Regions from separate parts of the Sus scrofa genome. Here region 1 is linked to region 2. The links are chromatin contacts, called in public HiChIP or PLAC-seq maps. All regions are on one chromosome and are shown on one strand. Each heading gives the region's core, a stretch centred on a gene start, on an enhancer-like site or on the middle of the called end of the contact. The rest is flanking DNA. Distances are from core to core; before and after follow the strand shown.

What was found. HiChIP or PLAC-seq counts read pairs in DNA pulled down with a chosen protein or histone mark.
Region 1: an H3K27ac HiChIP or PLAC-seq map of skeletal muscle shows a contact between it and region 2. The contact joins two enhancer-like sites. A contact is called at or near these places in 2 of 2 datasets of contacts at active chromatin or transcription factors (alveolar macrophages and skeletal muscle).

What each region holds. Positions count from the first base shown.
Region 1 is chr1:405,859-408,706 of Sscrofa11.1, forward strand. No RefSeq gene overlaps it. Among named protein-coding and RNA genes, the nearest start is that of ERMARD, 130 kb to the right of the region's middle. Within about 2 kb of position 1,378, at least 8 of the 83 cell types and tissues checked have an H3K27ac peak or open chromatin away from gene starts, as enhancers often do. A contact at or near this core is called in skeletal muscle, where this site is marked.
Region 2 is chr1:216,219-219,077 of Sscrofa11.1, forward strand. No RefSeq gene overlaps it. Among named protein-coding and RNA genes, the nearest start is that of DLL1, 19 kb to the left of the region's middle. Within about 2 kb of position 1,578, at least 7 of the 83 cell types and tissues checked have an H3K27ac peak or open chromatin away from gene starts, as enhancers often do. A contact at or near this core is called in skeletal muscle, where this site is marked.

The DNA.
Region 1 (2,848 bases), core at 128-2,627, 190 kb after region 2:
CAGCTCCTCCATCAGTGGGCTCAGGGCTTCGCTGCCCGGCAGGGGGGGTACCCCGAGCACTGACCAGAGCACCGGGCCTGAGGCCCAGATCAGTGCAGCAGACCGGCAGGATCGCCCGGCCGGAGGAGGGGCTCCTGCGACTGGATTTGGGGACCCCTGTGCCCAGGGGCGGCCCCTCCGCCTGAACAGCTCCTCGATGGCCGTTTTGAAAGTTCAGAGCCCGCCCCCTCGGGGGCCCGCTCTGTGCTTTTGTCTCTTTCCTTCATTCCGGGCTCTTGGGGGGGCAGGTGGGGTGCTCACCTGGGGCGGGGCCTTCCTGAGAGGCCAGACCAGCTCAGTAGCTTCCAAGGAGGGTGATTCTCAACAGGCCTGAGCCTGAACCCCTGAGAAACCAAGGTGCTGGGGGAGAGGATTCCATTCTTTGTTCAAAGAGTCGAATCACAGACCCTAAAATCTCAGGTGGGAAGGGTGCCCTGGAGCCGCGGGCACCTCTCCCAGCACCCATAGGCTGCGGGGGACCTCGGCTGGCCCTGCCCTCGCAGAGCTCCCTTTAACGTCTGAACCAAACCAAAGCCACAGTTCCCCACTGTGGCTGCCGCGGCCGCCCAGAGCCGCCACGGCCCAGGCTCTCTGGCTGCAGCTCTCGGCTGGTCAGGCAGGTCGCCCTCCTCAGCAAGGCCAGTGCCCAGGACCCCCGGTGGCGTGTCTGGTCTGTGGTAGGTTCTCAAGATCCATCGAAGCTCCTGGGTCTCCCAGGCTCCAGGGCTTATCCAGGAGCCACTGGGCAGGGCCCCTGGGGACCTCTGCTCTGAGCAGCCCCACGACTGGCCTTCCTCTCCCTCCCCGGCCCCCCTGCAGGAGCACAGCCGACCTCCTGGGCCTTGACCTCCCCACACCCGCCCCACCTGCCGAATCCCCACCTCGCCCCCCCAACCCTGGCTGCCCCAGACGGCCCTTTCTGACCCCGCCAGATATCTGTGGGTCACAGAGAGCCCCAGACCCCTGGCTTGAGGACCGAGCCCCCACCAGCCCCCTGCTTCCTGGGGCCCCAGGCTCAGCCCCACTGGTGCCTCCCCGAGTCTCAGGCGGCCGTGCCGCCTCCCCCAACTCCTTACTAAGGCCATGGACTTGGCGAGGTTCAGGGCCCGTCCACGGGGCAGAGCGGCCACTGTGGCTCCAGCAGACCCCGCTGGGTTTGCCCCATGGCCCTGCCCTGGGCCTCCTCAGGCAGCCCCGCACTGGCTCTCTGCTCCTGGGAGGCAGTGACAGTCACCTGATACCTCCCAATTAGCCGATTTCACAGAGGCCAGAACCATACGTGAAGGGGGTGACCGATGTCCTTCCCGCCAGATGCCCCCTTGCCAGACCGTCCCCGAGCTCCTTGGCCCCATGCCTCTCCGGGCCTGAGGCTGCTTCTGAAGGGAGGGCATCGCCTCAGGACCCAAACTCATTGGCGCCAGGCAGTGGCCGTCCGGGGCCTGGGCAGGACCAGCACTCAGGTCCCTCTGAGTTGGGGGGGGGGTGACCTGCGCTTCCCCAGTTTCCTGGGAAACATCCCCGTGTACCACAGCTTCCTGAGCCCCCCACCCAGCTGCTGCTCCCCTTCCCCCACCCAAGGGGGTTTCGGACTCCCCCACCCCCACCCAGCTCCCCCCCCCACCCCCCCGCCCCCAGGCCTCGCAGCTGCAGGCCTTTGATCTAAATCCCCAGCCCTGGACGCAGCCGCCACTTGCAACAGCTTCCTGCCGGTTTCGTGTTCCCAGGCGGCCGGTCCCTGTGTCCGCCACTCCCTCCGGGGCGCCGGGGGCCCTTGAGTGACGACAACACATGGGCCTTCGCCTGCCTTCCAGCCTCCGACCTCAGGGAGTCCTGACCCCTCCCTCCCTCCGGCTGAGGCTTCCACTGCAGTTCACCAGCTGTCGTCCCCGCCTGGCCCCCCACTGGCCACTCACTTTCAAAGGCCTGGTGTCCTCCCGTCTCCTGGGGCAGAGCAGGCCTGGCTGCCCCGCTCTGAGGCGGTCCAGGGCAAAGGCAGGGCGCCACCCAGGCGGGGCTCAGCTCCAGGCCACCCCAGGCCTGCTCGGCACTTGGTGATGGCCTGTGGCCTGGGGACTACGCCGCGTTTAAAGTGAAGGCAGACCTGCAGTGCCACCTGGAAGAGCGATGCTGCCCCTGCCTGCGGCACCCTCCGCCCGATCTTAGAGACACAGGTTCTGCCCCCGCCCAGGACTCAGCCCCCAGCAGGTCCGCGAGGGTGACCCGCCTGCAGCCTCTGCCCGTGGCGCATGGAGATGCGGCCTGGACTGCTCTGCCAGTCAGTACAGAGCATGGGGGGGCATGGGGGGCGTGCTGGGGGCAGCGATCAGCAGCCCAGCCTGCTGGTGCTCAAAGGCCCAAGACCCAAGGGTGACTACCGCTCAGCGTGACCCTTCCACACAGCGTGGAACATGGACCCAAGTTGCCAGAGTTTTCCTGCAAGAACTCCAGGTGCCCGTCCGCACAGGTCAGTGATTCGAATCAGAAACTACACCTCAGGCTACACCAACTGTGTCCAGGCAAGGGGAAGGTGGCTTCTGGCCCAGCCACGGCCTGCGTGCTACTCCTAGGAAATGCGCCCCAGGAACCGAATATGCTGGAGAAACACCAGGAGGCCTGTGTGGGGTTCAACACGTGGCTTCCGCATGGAGCACACACCGTGACACTGCTGGCGAGAAGGTGGTCTCGGGCCGTCCCAGGCTTCCACGGCGGCAGCTCCATGATATTCAGTCTCGATGGTGGAGGCGTCAGAAGACTTGGGGCGAGGCTGGGGGCCAGCAGGGCCGTGTCCAGGAGGTCTGATGCCAGCAGG
Region 2 (2,859 bases), core at 328-2,827:
TGTCCTCGCCGAGGCCACTGCGGTGCCAGGGGAGCAAGGCCAGTGCCACTGTCTGGGCAGAGGAGGCAGCCAGGGCGTCGAGCGGTGGATGCTGAGCCTCCCGAAGCCTGAGGTGGGGGTGACGTGCCCAGGCCGGGTCGTGGCGCCAGTCACATGCCAGTGGGGTCTTTGTGTCTGCAGAGGGGATACCACTGGCTGGAGTTCCCACCACCCAAGCACTTTGCACCTGATAGAGTGAGGTGGCGTTTGGATAATTTCTCCCCTCAGCACTGCGGTTCAAATGGCCAGATCCCACTGACGGACCTGTGTTGCAAACCCCCTTTGGAACTCGTGCTGCTAACGTCCTGTGTTGTGCTCAGCATTGCCAGGTGAAAACAGAATAGTCGGGAGTGGGACGCTAACAATTTCATGGAGATCTAACTGGGTTGTCAGGTGTCCATGGCCGGAGGGAAGCAGTTTCAGAACGACAGTGACTGTCAGCATTTGGTCCCATAAGGACTGGAAGTGAAAGCGGCAGAAGCTGCTGCAGTGTCAGCACGAGCAGGAATCAGCGGCCCCCATGCCAGTCGCTTGAGATGACTCCACAGAGGGCAGTGTCCAAGGTGCCCTGCTATGCCCAGACGCCCTCCCAAGGCCAGCCGACCCCTCCTTGCCTCCCAAGCCACCAGTCTGCCATCAAGTGTCCACCCTGAAGCAGGGCCACTGCCCTGCATGGGCTTCCACCAAGTGATTTCACTGAGTCCTCATTCTCAAGGCCACACCACGAGCAGAGACAACAGAGAGCTTTCTGACCTTCCCCACTGCCACTTCCTGGGGCCGGGGCCGCATTTAAATATCTTTTCTAAAGGGCTCGGTCCACAGAGCCTTGGTACTTGTGAGAATCTTGGATTCTAAGCAGAAGGTGCAGTTTCCCCCCTGTCACCAGGCAGACGTGGGTTGGGACAGGGAGCGGGTCTGCCTGTCTCCATCCGCAGTGACTCTCCCCGCTCCCCGAAGGAGCCGATCCTCTGCTGACCCCTCTGCCCCTCTTCCCCGAGCCTCCAGGCGGGGTGGTGCCGAGCTCTGCACCCAGGGCCCAGGAGGCGCGGTACCCTATGGCGGTCGTGAGGCTCACGCCCCCTCCGAGCCTGGCCTCGCCGCAGAGAGCTTGCCGTCTGTAGGGTCCCGGTAACCCTGGAAGAGAGGAAGGAGAAGAAGGGAACTTCTCATCTCTCCTTGCGACACTGGGCTTTGTATTGCTTGCCAGAGGGGAGGGGTCACTGCTGGTCCTCTGTCCACCCATCCATTGGGTGTGCTGAGCTCGGAGCACATCTTCTCAGCAAGGTCTTCCTGCCCTTGAGTCCCGGGACTAGGTCTCCCGGAAACGATCGGAATTGACCTGGGACTTGACAGCCCTGACCCAGAGCTCGCTGGGGCTTGGTGCTGCGCTAGGCACTTTACAGCTGGAAAACCGGATACATGTTCAATCACCCGCAGCGCGTAAGGTGGCTGGGAGACCCTGTAGACGTGACTTGGAACCAAGGTGACGGCGGGGAGGCCGAGGCGTGGCAGGCATCCCAGGGTTTTCTGGGCTCTTCTCTCCATGACAGCCTCCGCCTCTGAAGGAGGTGGATCCACCTCGAAATGTGCCAAGTTCTGGGAAGTAGGCTCTGACCTCTTGCTTCACTTTCACTTTCTTGCTTGGGTCTCCTGAGGAAGTGAAAATTCCCAATTAGCATGTGACACTCATTCAGATCAGGGAGTTGGTGCATTTTCCCACAGAACTGGAGAGAAAGTGCCGCCTGCGGGGCGTCACTGCTCAGGTTGCCAGGGAGCCGGTGTCAGGGCAGCTCTGTCCTGGAAGCCGGACGACACATATCATGTGTGCGTCTCTCAGGTGGTGTCCTGCTCCTGCCCCCTGGGCCTCCAGCCCCGGGCTCTGAGGCCTCCTTGTGCCCCTGCCCACCTCCTGCACGTGTGGGTGCTCATCCGTGTGCGTTGAACAAATTATTGGCAGAAAGATGGAAATGGAAGAGACCCCTTCTTGGCTGTCCTTTCTAGACCCCAGAGTCCTACAGAAATAGAACCCAGCTAACGGTTCGGTGAAGGGTGTTAGGGGCGTGGATGACAGAAACTGACCCAGAGAGGGCAAACAGAAGAGGCCCCCAAACCTGCAACACATTGCTTCCTGTGGCCACAGGACTCTGCCTCTGTGACCCATCAGCGACCTTAGGATGGGAGTTTGTTGGTTTACTGGCTGGCCCAGTGCAATCTAAATCCTAAGAAGGGAAGAGCAGGGTAGCGGCCAAGGAGATGTGACGATGGAAGTGGAGGTTTGGAAGATGGAGGCAGGAAGACGGGGGGGCCAGGAGCCAAGCCATGTGCTGGCCTCTGGGAGCCCAAAGAGGCAGGAAAAGAGTTCTGCCCTGGAGGTCCCAGGGGCATCAGCTCTGCTGAGGCTCAGATTTCGCATGTGGGACTTCTGCCCTTCAAAACTGTAAGAAGATACATTTGTTGCTTTGAGCCACCAAGTTTGTGGCCATTTGTTACAGCAGCAAGAAGAAGCTGGTCCCTGGTTTGTCTCCTCAGGAGGGAACGAGGACAGACGGAGAGGGGTGAACACGGCTCCAGCTGGCTCTGGCCTCACCAGCAGCCAAGGTCCGGGTCGGGTCCCCTGTCTCCTCACCCCAGACCTCCTACAGGAGTGAAGAGTCCAGATAAGTTGCCCCTCAGTCCTTGCTGAAACAGGCACGTGCAGTGTCTGGGGAGCAGAGTGGAGGGTGGGGACCCACACAGGGTGAGGGTGCTGGCGGGGGGCGACGGCTCCTGCAGGCTGGGGGAGGCTGGCTCTGCTCGAGACGCACCTCACAGGTCCTTTGT